2 separate regions of the Mus musculus genome follow, and region 1 is linked to region 2. Evidence: chromatin contacts called from public HiChIP or PLAC-seq data. All regions are on one chromosome and are shown on one strand. Each heading gives the region's core, a stretch centred on a gene start, on an enhancer-like site or on the middle of the called end of the contact. The rest is flanking DNA. Distances are from core to core; before and after follow the strand shown. Region 1 overlaps Msi2 (musashi RNA-binding protein 2). Region 2 holds the start of Gm38534 (a long non-coding RNA gene).

The links. HiChIP or PLAC-seq counts read pairs in DNA pulled down with a chosen protein or histone mark.
Region 1: an H3K27ac HiChIP or PLAC-seq map of large pre-B cells shows a contact between it and region 2, with 3 times the contacts expected there. The contact joins two enhancer-like sites. A contact is called at or near these places in 2 of 484 Hi-C or Micro-C datasets (the HPC-7 cell line and nephron progenitors), 6 of 115 datasets of contacts at active chromatin or transcription factors (bone marrow-derived macrophages, differentiating embryonic stem cells, embryonic basal ganglia and 3 more) and 1 of 9 other capture datasets (pancreatic islet).

Annotation. Positions count from the first base shown.
Region 1 is chr11:88,593,459-88,598,096 of GRCm38.p6, reverse strand. The region is part of intron 5 of Msi2 (musashi RNA-binding protein 2); the gene reads left to right. Among named protein-coding and RNA genes, the nearest start is that of 0610039H22Rik, 23 kb to the left of the region's middle. Within about 2 kb of position 3,091, at least 107 of the 459 cell types and tissues checked have an H3K27ac peak or open chromatin away from gene starts, as enhancers often do. A contact at or near this core is called in stem cell-derived neural progenitor cells, where this site is marked.
Region 2 is chr11:88,230,814-88,235,716 of GRCm38.p6, reverse strand. It overlaps Gm38534 (a long non-coding RNA gene), which reads right to left and starts at 4,759. Exons shown (of 4, transcript XR_001780289.2): 1 at 4,649-4,759. Within about 2 kb of position 1,381, at least 237 of the 459 cell types and tissues checked have an H3K27ac peak or open chromatin away from gene starts, as enhancers often do. A contact at or near this core is called in stem cell-derived neural progenitor cells, where this site is marked.

The DNA.
Region 1 (4,638 bases), core at 1,842-4,341, 360 kb before region 2:
AACCTTTCTCGTGTGTGGTAGCAGTCTTCCCAGTTGCAGACGCTGGCCCTTCTTTCTCATGTGCCTTCTCCAGGATCTGACCTCCCTACTCAGAGCCTGGGTCGCCTTCCTTATCGTCCTTGGTTCTGCCCTTCCTGTACCACCCTGCCATCGGGCACCTTTGATAGATGCTGTCTGTGGGTTTACCCCGTTTTCCTTTGGAGATGGCACCCTGCTTTCCTTTAGATGGTCACACAAATGGGAGTATTGGTGGAAAGCGTCCAGGCAGATTCTGGGTCTGTTATTACCCAGAAAATATGAGCATGAGGAAGGAGTACCCCAGACCTTTCCTGAGTAGACCTTTGTTATAGGGCATACAGGTAGGTGTGTGTGTGTGTGTGTGTGTGTGTGTGTGTGTGTGTGTGTGTGTGTGTACAGACTATATAGGTAGTTTAAACAACAGAAATGCATTCTCTCACAGTATAGAAGTTTGATCTTTGGTGTAGGAAAAATAGCTCATCCATTAAGGGCTTTGGCTGTTATATCAGAGGACCCAAGTTCAAATCTAGCATCCACGTGGCAGCTCACACCTGTTTGTAACTCTGGCTCCAGGGGAACCTGGCAACCTCACCCTGACATACATGCAGGCAAAACACCAATACATATTAAATAAAAATAAAAAATCACAAAAAAGAAAAGAAGTCTGATCTTTGGGTGGCATCCCAGCGGCGTCTCTCCAGGCTTCTGGTACCCGCTGGCATGACTCTTCCCTTTCCCCTTCTTCATACAGCTACATGTTTCCCGTTTCCCCTTCATATTCAGGGTAGCAGTCACTGCCCTGAGAAAGCCCACTCACGTCCAAGATTCTAGCACGGCAGGAGCTTTATGGTGACAATTGGAGATACCTTCTTTCTAAGTAAAGTCAAGCTCTGAGGCCCTGGGTAGACGTGAATTTTGGAGGGACCTGTTTTGACCACCAGTCTGTTTTCTGCCCAGACCCTAGAAATATTGATGGTGGTGGCGATGACAAGTAATATTTTGGTGTGGTGAACATAATGAAAGGTGGAAAAATTCCAGGGAGCTGGGAATGGTAGTGATGGGTACCTCTAATCCCAGCACACATGAGGCAGAGGCAGATAGATCTCTAGAGTCAGCCAGATCTACATAAGTGAGTTCCAGGCCAGCCAAGGTTACATAGTGAGACATTGTCTTAAACCCCTACCACCCACCCATACCCCAACAAAATTGCAATGGGGTATGGGTGTTCCTTGGAGGAACACCTTGGGGAATGGGCCTGGAGGCCTAAGTGGTGGTCTTGGGATTGTCCCATGTCTTCCATTCACGTGTTGTTAGTATAAAGCCTGAGTCAAATTCTCAAATGCAGAGGGAACTCTGCCATGGACTCTCGGTGGAGTATTCCATCCTTGACTTTGGACTCAGTAAGCACTACATTCTCCTTTATCACTTGGGCTAATGGATGGGAGTCTGTCTGTGCCCTTTTGAAGGAGTCCTCCATAGTGCACACCTTGCCTTTGAGTTGAAGATGATTCTTTTTGCTGGGGCTTGATTTTTCTATACACGTGATGGGGATGATGAACTGGATCCCATAACGAGCTAGCATTCAAACCATCCTGAGCTTTCTCTATCATAGAGTTCCCCAGGGTGAGAGGACACGGGGGAGAGCAGCCTAGGCTTTTGGAGGTGCAAATAGTTCATATTTTCTACCTAGGGGACTTGGAACTCTTTTCCAGAACAAACATATAATAGCAAGAGAGTTGATTTGAATTCTCGGCCTGAACCTGCTGAGGGACCCACTTCCTGCCTTCTCATGTGCTTGGTTTAAGACATATTTGGACTTTTAGCTTTGGTGATCACTAGTATCTTTGGGCCAATAGTATTAGAGCTAACTTCCCCCTTCGTGTGTTCTTAAAGTGTTCTTTCCCCTAACCTCCCATCGCACATATAACACCCTATTGGAATTATCTCCCTTTGCAGTAATCATGCATGATGACTGATGCCTGTGGTCCCCACAGTTGGGAAGGCTCTGAGGCAGGAGAATTGCTACAAGTTCAAGCCTGGACTACAGAATAAGACCCACAAGTGGGCCCTCACTCTGAGTGATCATTTCAGATGGAAGCACATTGTTTTAAAAGAGGAGTTTTAAAAACTTACCAAAATCAAAACCAAAATCCACCCCAGCCCAGCACACACCAGCTCTCTAGCTAGAGGCAGGAAGGGGGGGGGGGTGTGTGTGCAGCTGTAGTTAGCAGCTGGCTCAGGCCACGTGTAAACAGCAATTTTCAGGACTGGCATGCATGCTGGGGCTTTTGTAGCACCAAGGGGTGTGTGGAGAGCTTTGGTGTTTAGTTAAATTATGGGTCTAGATGCAAAACTTCACAGCAGGGCTTTGAGAGCCTGACCATATCCTGCGTTCCTGTGTGCACACAAGCGCGTGCTCTCTCTTTCTCTCTCTGTCTGTCTGTCTGCCTCTCTCTCTCTCTCTCTCTCTCTCTCTCTCTCTCTCTCACACACACACACACACACACACACACATACACACACACACATACACACACACACACATGTTCCCAGAGCGACACCCTAAACCTTGTATTCCTTGTCATCCTGGGGGGTACAGGGCTCTTGAATAGGTCCCTAGGGTCCCCCACACTGTGAAGCACTTCAACATAAAAGTTCCCTGCAGTTCTCCAACGAAACCCCCAACTGAAGGAAGTCTAAGATTAACTCCCCGGAGATTTGGGGCCTTGAGTTCTCAGTGACTTTTTCATCTCAGTGCACTGTGGGAGCCAACTGCAGCCCCTCATCATCTTGCTGTGTAGTCGCCAGTGTTCGAGGCCCCGTGTGTGGAGACTGCTGATGTCCAAGGCTTCAGGGAGGTGACACAGGTGGCTCAGTCACTGGTTTGAAGGATTCCTCAGATGAGCATAGAGCCGAGACGAATGCATACCAGTGCGTTTCTGTTCACCTTTCCAAGGTCAGAAGAAGGTTAAAGTGCAGCAGGCTACTGGATAGTTTTGAAGAACTAGAAGCCCAGACCCAAGGATAGACTAGACCTACCCTAAGCATACGCCAGCATGCTTTGTTACACATGAGCACACACGAGTAATACAAACCTACACACAGACATTGCACCCACCGTGCTTATGTGGAATGTGAAGACTTCTGTTTAATTCTTCGGGGAACCTGAGACCAACATTCCAGCCCTCTCTGCTTCCTGCCCTCCTCAGTAGCCATGGAAATGGAAGAGAGAGAGAGAGAGAGAGAGAGAGAGACAGAGACAGAGACAGAGACAGAGACAGAGACAGACTATGATTGCAGGTCCTCTGTCTCCCTCGTCCCTCACCAGAATGCAAATCACAGAGCCAGTCTACAGTCCATTTGGTGGTAATGGTGTGAAGATTCCTGGAGCAGATCACCCCATTGTCCACCCGCCCGCTGCAGAGGCACTGATGGGAGAGGTCACCATGTACAGGCCAGTGTCCCCTGACTGTGCTTCCCTCTCCTAAAGCACATTTCCCCTCTGGCCTTTTCATGCTGGAAGTTTCTAATGAAACTAGTTTCTTTTTTAGTGTTTGCTAAGGAGAGAGAGAGAGAGAGAGAGAGAGAGAGAGAGAGAGAGAGAGAGAGAGAGAGAGAGAGAGAGAGAGAGAGAGAGAGAGAGGGAGAGAGAGAGAGAGAGAGAGAGAGAGAGAGAGAGAGAGAGAGAGAGAGAGAGAGAGAGAGAGAGAGAGAGCGCCTTGCTTATCTAGGCCGGATCCTACAGAGGATGTTTTAGTAACTCAGATGTTTTGCTGCATTGTCCGGGGCCTGGATTTTCTCATCCTTTCAAAACGGGAATGGTTTTAAAGGCTTTTGGGGGAGACTGGGTAAGATTTATAGCTGGCTGCCTGTCTCTGTGCTTCGGGCTCTGTCTTGGCATGCTCACAGCTGCCAGGCAACGGTGGAAGGGCTATGAAGAGATCTTTTCATGTAACCAGTTGCTGAGCTCTCCAGTAGTTTGGATGAAGACAGGGTGGTCGATTTTTCTTCTCCTCTGGGTTTCCAAGAATGTTTGGAATCTAGGTAGGGCCTCAGCTCTGTGTCGCCTTTCACTAAGCAGTGAGGAGGCCACAGGGTTTCTTCCATGGAAAGTCCCAGGAGAGGTGCTTTGAGGCTTCCAGTGGGATATGTTTGAGGTTATCTTAACATTTCTTTACTGATACCTAATTACTCGGTTAATACCTAATTACTTGGTTGGAGTTTACAGGAAGAAGAGGAAAGGAAAGGAAAGGAAAGGAAAGGAAAGGAAAGGAAAGGAAAGGAAAGGAAAGGAAAGGAAAGGAAAGAGCAAGGGGGAAGAGAGGAACCCAAAGGTAAACCATAGGATTATCAGCTATTCCATGGAGATGCTAAAAAGTGCTTTTGCAGTTACTGAGGTTTAGCATGGGATGGTAGGAATTGACTCTTTAAAAGAAGCTATTTGTGGGCTGGAGAGATGGCTCAGTGGTTAAGAGCACTGACTGCTCTTCCTAGAGGACCTGAGTTCAATTCCCAGCAACCACATGGTGGCTCACAACCATCTGACAAGGGATCCAATGCCCTCTTCTGGTGTGCCTGACTAAAGCGACAGTGTTCTCATATAAATAAAATAAATAAATT
Region 2 (4,903 bases), core at 132-2,631:
CTGGTGGGGCAGGACGGACTTCGTGGTCACAAGGAAGGTTCCTTAGGGACAATACTGATGCAAGAGGGAGCAACCTGACACACCCCTAGTTAATTTTATCAGGGACTGCATCGAGAGCTTTTTTTTTTTTTTTTTTTTTTAAGAATCGCAAGAGACGGTCCAGTCTGCCTGTGTTGAGGAAGCTGTAACTTTCCAGTGCTCCTAAATAGTGAGCCTGGGAATTGCTGTGACTGACCCAGGGGGAGGAGCTGGTCTGACCCAGGGGGAGGAGCTGGTCTGACCCAGGGGGAGGAGCTGGTCTGACCCAGGGGGAGGAGCTGGTCTGACCCAGGGGGAGGAGCTGGTCTGACCCAGGGGGAGGAGCTGGTCTGACCCAGAGGGAGGAGCTGGTCTGACCCAGGGGGAGGAGCTGGTCTGACCCAGGGGGAGGAGCTGGTTTATTTAAAGACCTGACTTTATTTTTTTTCCTTCCTTTCCTTAGCAGTTTTAGCTTTCTTTTTTGTTTCTCTCTGTTTTAGTTGGAGTTTGGGTTTCTTGTTTGTTTGGGGCTTTTGTTTTTAATGAGTCCCTTGTTGACTGGGCTAATAAGAACATTCCAGAAGTGAGGATAAGATGGCTAATTTCTTTCCACCTGCTTCTAATCTATAGAGAACAAACCAACCCAAGGCTTTACCCTCCCTGAGGGCTTCTCAGTTTCAGGGAAAACGAAACATCCCCGTGACAACTTGGCTCCCCTGTCTGTCTCTCAGGAGCCTCGCAGTGCAGATGTTGGGAGACACTGCTCAAAACAGTGGACAGGTGGGTCTGTGGGAGTGGGGGTAACAGGCTCTTAAAAGGTCTGCAAGCAAAGGCTTCGGGGAGACTGGGCATCACTGTGCCAGGCTCTATCATGAATGACATCTAATGACCTGCCCTTGGCCTTTTTTCTTCCTTCCTTCCTTCCTTCCTTACTTCCTTCCTTCCTTCCTTCTTTCCTCCCTCCCTCCCTCCCTCCCTCCCTTCCTCCTTTCCTCCCTTCCTTCCTTTGGTTTCTACTCTGCCTCAGCTTGACATGATAAAATAGGGCGTATGAAACTGAGCTCTGTGGACAGAAGACCGTCCCTGAACAGTCTGGGACTCGGGCATGTCTGTTAACCACCAGGCTCTGCTAGTGAGCATCCGATCAGGAGAATTCTGGAATTCAGAAATCTTTACCAGTTCTTGGTACTAACCTCAAACGTCCCTTGTGACTTGGGGCCTTTGGTTCTAGGGGTTCAAGTTTTCCCTCTGGGAAATGCCCAAAACAGTCCCCGTTCCCTAGGGAGTGAGTACGGGGTATGTCAAAGGAAGACAGAAGAGCCAATATTATAAATCACCCCTCAAGTGGCTGCCTAAACAGAGCCAGTCAGACCCCGGACAGCTCCCTTTCCCTGCCCTCCACACACACCCTGACAGCATCCCACAGGCCTCCTGCCTCCCTGTGAGGCCTCAGGCGACTTCACAGCCCGTGAATTTCCTTTGGCACTTTGAGGCTTCCTCCCACCCCCACCCCAGAGGATGCATGAGACCGCAGCAGGAAATGAAGAACATATTTTTAAATCAGAGGGGAAGCGATGTCTTTGTGTCAGATAAGTGGCCTGGATCCAGGGCTGAGAGACTGTGGCACATCTCTCCTTGCAGACAGCAGGTGCTCTTCGAGATGTGGTTGTGGCAACAAAATAAATGATGGATAATTGCTTTTGTGACAACTTGCCAATTAAATTAGACTCAGCAGAATAACATAATGACAATTTGTTATGCTCCGGTGGGCACTAACATACCAATCATAATTAAATGCTATGACTGAAATAGAATACGGCTCAACGCAGGAATATATAACCCCAATTCCCTCTCCGTGAAACATTATAGGTTGAGGCTTGATTTTAATTTCGGGAAGATAATGGCATTAGTGCATATCTGAGTGGGTTTGTGGAGAGGCCTGTGGTGAGAGGAGATGGGCCCGAGTGAAGGCTGGCCCAGGGGAACGCCCTGGGGGGCTGATCTGCAAGGTAGTGAGGAAGTGTGGGGAGTCTTTGGGCGAAAACAGTGTTTCTTGGATGTGTCTGGTCTTGCCTACAGAGCTTGGGAGGCACGGGAGAAAGCTGTTGCCAACAGCCTCTGAAGTAACTGGGCCTACACTGTAGAGTCCCAAAGCCCTCCATCTAGAATGTTCTATGGGTGTTTGTTCTCACACCCTGTTTTAAAAAAAAAAAAAAAAGTCACTCTACCTCCACCAAGCTTGGGAAGCAAGGAAGAAGGGGTGGGAAGAATGTAAGACCTGGAGGGAGGGAGAGGTGCTGAGAAGCCTGGTTGTTGTTCACGTGAACTCACAGCAGCACAAGGTCAAACCAGTTACATTCCAGCCTGGATCTAGAAGGGGCTGCACTGGGCACAGAGGACCTATTTATTGATTGCTAACTGCTGTTGGGCAAGGGAGAGTCATTTTTCTTTGAGAATGCCCCAGACCTATGCAAACATGGCCAGCATGACTGACATTTACACCAGCACAGATTCTGCATCCAAGGCTCAGGGGATATCGCAGAAGAGGAGTTGAAAAGGATGTAAGAGCTGTAGACTCAGGACGTCTGCTGTGAGACTGTGCCTTCTAGCTATGTCAGAAAAGCTATGCCCCTGAGATCTCAGCAACATGGCTGCCTAAAGATGGTCTAAAGGATTCCAACAGTTGACAGCCCATGGGTAGATGGGGGAACTCTCACGGGGCCATACCCCTAGATGCTACAAGCAATTAACAACTTTGAGAGAGGGAGAATTAGTTTTCCCCAGGAATGAACCCTGGGATCAATTATCTAATACCCAGCGATCAGCTCTAGGAACATATACATGCAGACAACACTGTATAGATCCAGTGGATTATAGCTATGCGTTTACTCATTTATATTTAACATCATTAGCTAAAGAAGAGGAGGCCGTGGATTTGCCGAGATTGGTCAGATGTGGAAGGGTAGGAGGGAGAAGAATGGAGGGAGAAAGAACCTAATTACATTTAAGATTTAAAAAATGCAGAAAGGAGGAGACTGGAGAGGTGACTCAGGGGTTAGGAGAAGTTGGCCCTCTAGCAGAGAGAACCCGGGTTCTGTTTCCAGCACCTACACAGCAGCTCATGGCCTCTGTCACTCCAGTCCCAGGGGATCAAATGCCTTCAGATACCAGATATTCATGTGGTGCACACATATTCTTGTAGGTAAAACACTCATGCAGACACACACACACACACACACACACACACACACACATGAGCTCGCATGTTTTAGAGTTTGGTTTTTCGAGACAGGATTTCTCTGTGAAGCCCTGGCTGTCCTGGAACTCACTTCTGTAGACCAGGCTGGTCTTGAACTCAGAGATTCAGCTGCTTCTGGTTCCTCTGTTTCATCTGCTGGGATTGAAGGCGTGTGCCGTCACAGCCCAGTTCCATTTCTTCTGTGACTTACACTTCCGGGACGCAGTCATTAGTGCTTTTCTCTTCTCCTACTAGATCGTAGCAGCTCTGTGCACACGATAGCTGTTCACCCTTCTATCCGAGCTTTGTATTGATTTTTTGTGGGTGCCACACTCATGCACCCCAATCCACTCATCTCCCCATCCCTTCCCATCTACCCACCGCCCTTGCGACCTCCGCATGAAATAACAAGACAAAGCAAAGATAAAAAATATATATCTCATGGTGGAAGCTGCAGTGTGTCCCACAGTCTACCCTTTTGTCCACACAGCTTTACTTGCAGATGTTCATTACAACGAGTCACTGGTCTGGTTCGAGGCCTCTGGCTTCTGCTACACCCTCAATACTGGGATTCTCCCCAGGACTCCTCTCAGATAACCTGTTGTTGCCCTGTATCATGGAGCTCCTGCAGCTTTAAATCTGCAGGACTGGTCCCTTCACAAGCTCTAGCAGTTCATACATGGTGGATGTTGGGGTGAGCCAACTCAAAGCCTGGATCTGGGCTGAGCGGTAGCTGAGTTGGCCAGACTGCCAACTCTTCCCCAGTCCACATCCCCAGCGCAAGCTCCCTAGCACTGCCCCAGCCAGCTCACCCAATGCCAGCATCTGGCAAGGAGCAGGGCCAGCTCTCTGGCTTTCATACCCTCGGGGGCCAGCTCACCTGTACCCAGGCCACCAGAGTCACCCCCTACTCTGCTGTCCAGTCAAGTGGCAGAGCAGGGAGCCTGTTCTCCCAAGCACTACAGCTGGTGAGGGGTTGGGGACAGCTGTCCAGCTCACATGACTCAGGGACCAGCTCTTCTGCCTGCTGCAAGTGACCAAGGAGGAGAGTGTGGCCTCTCTCCTGTGCCTGAGCCACTGCACAGCAGATGAGTGGCAGGGCCAGCTGTCCCACGTTCATGCCATCAGGGCCAGCTCTACTGTGCTGCCCAGGGAAGAAGCAGGGGCCACTCTCCCAGGGGTGGGGGCAGCTCTCCAGAATGCCACAGCCAGTGAGAGGCTGGACCAAGCTCTGCACAGCCCTTGGACAGTAACATCGTCTCAGGCCTCAGCCCTGACCAGGGATGCCACAGACATCAACAGAGCTCTGCTTGTGCATGGCTATGGACCCAGACATGGCCCTCATGGGCTGGGACTTCACGGTGGCCTCAGGTGGAAGGGGCGGGTACTCACATCATGCTGTTCCTCTCCACGCTGGAGTCTCCAGTTCCACCTCTCTTCAAAACACTCAAACCCTTCCGCTTCTCTTTCTCTCCCATCTCTTTACGACATACTCACGGCAGGCCTCTGGGTATCTTCCCCTGCCAGCATCGCGTGTTATCCACCTTTTTGTGTGATTTTATTTTATGTGTTTGGGTGTTTGCCTGCATGGATGTCTGTGTGCCACATGCATTCAGTGTCTGTGGCAGCCAGAAGAGGACATCAGAA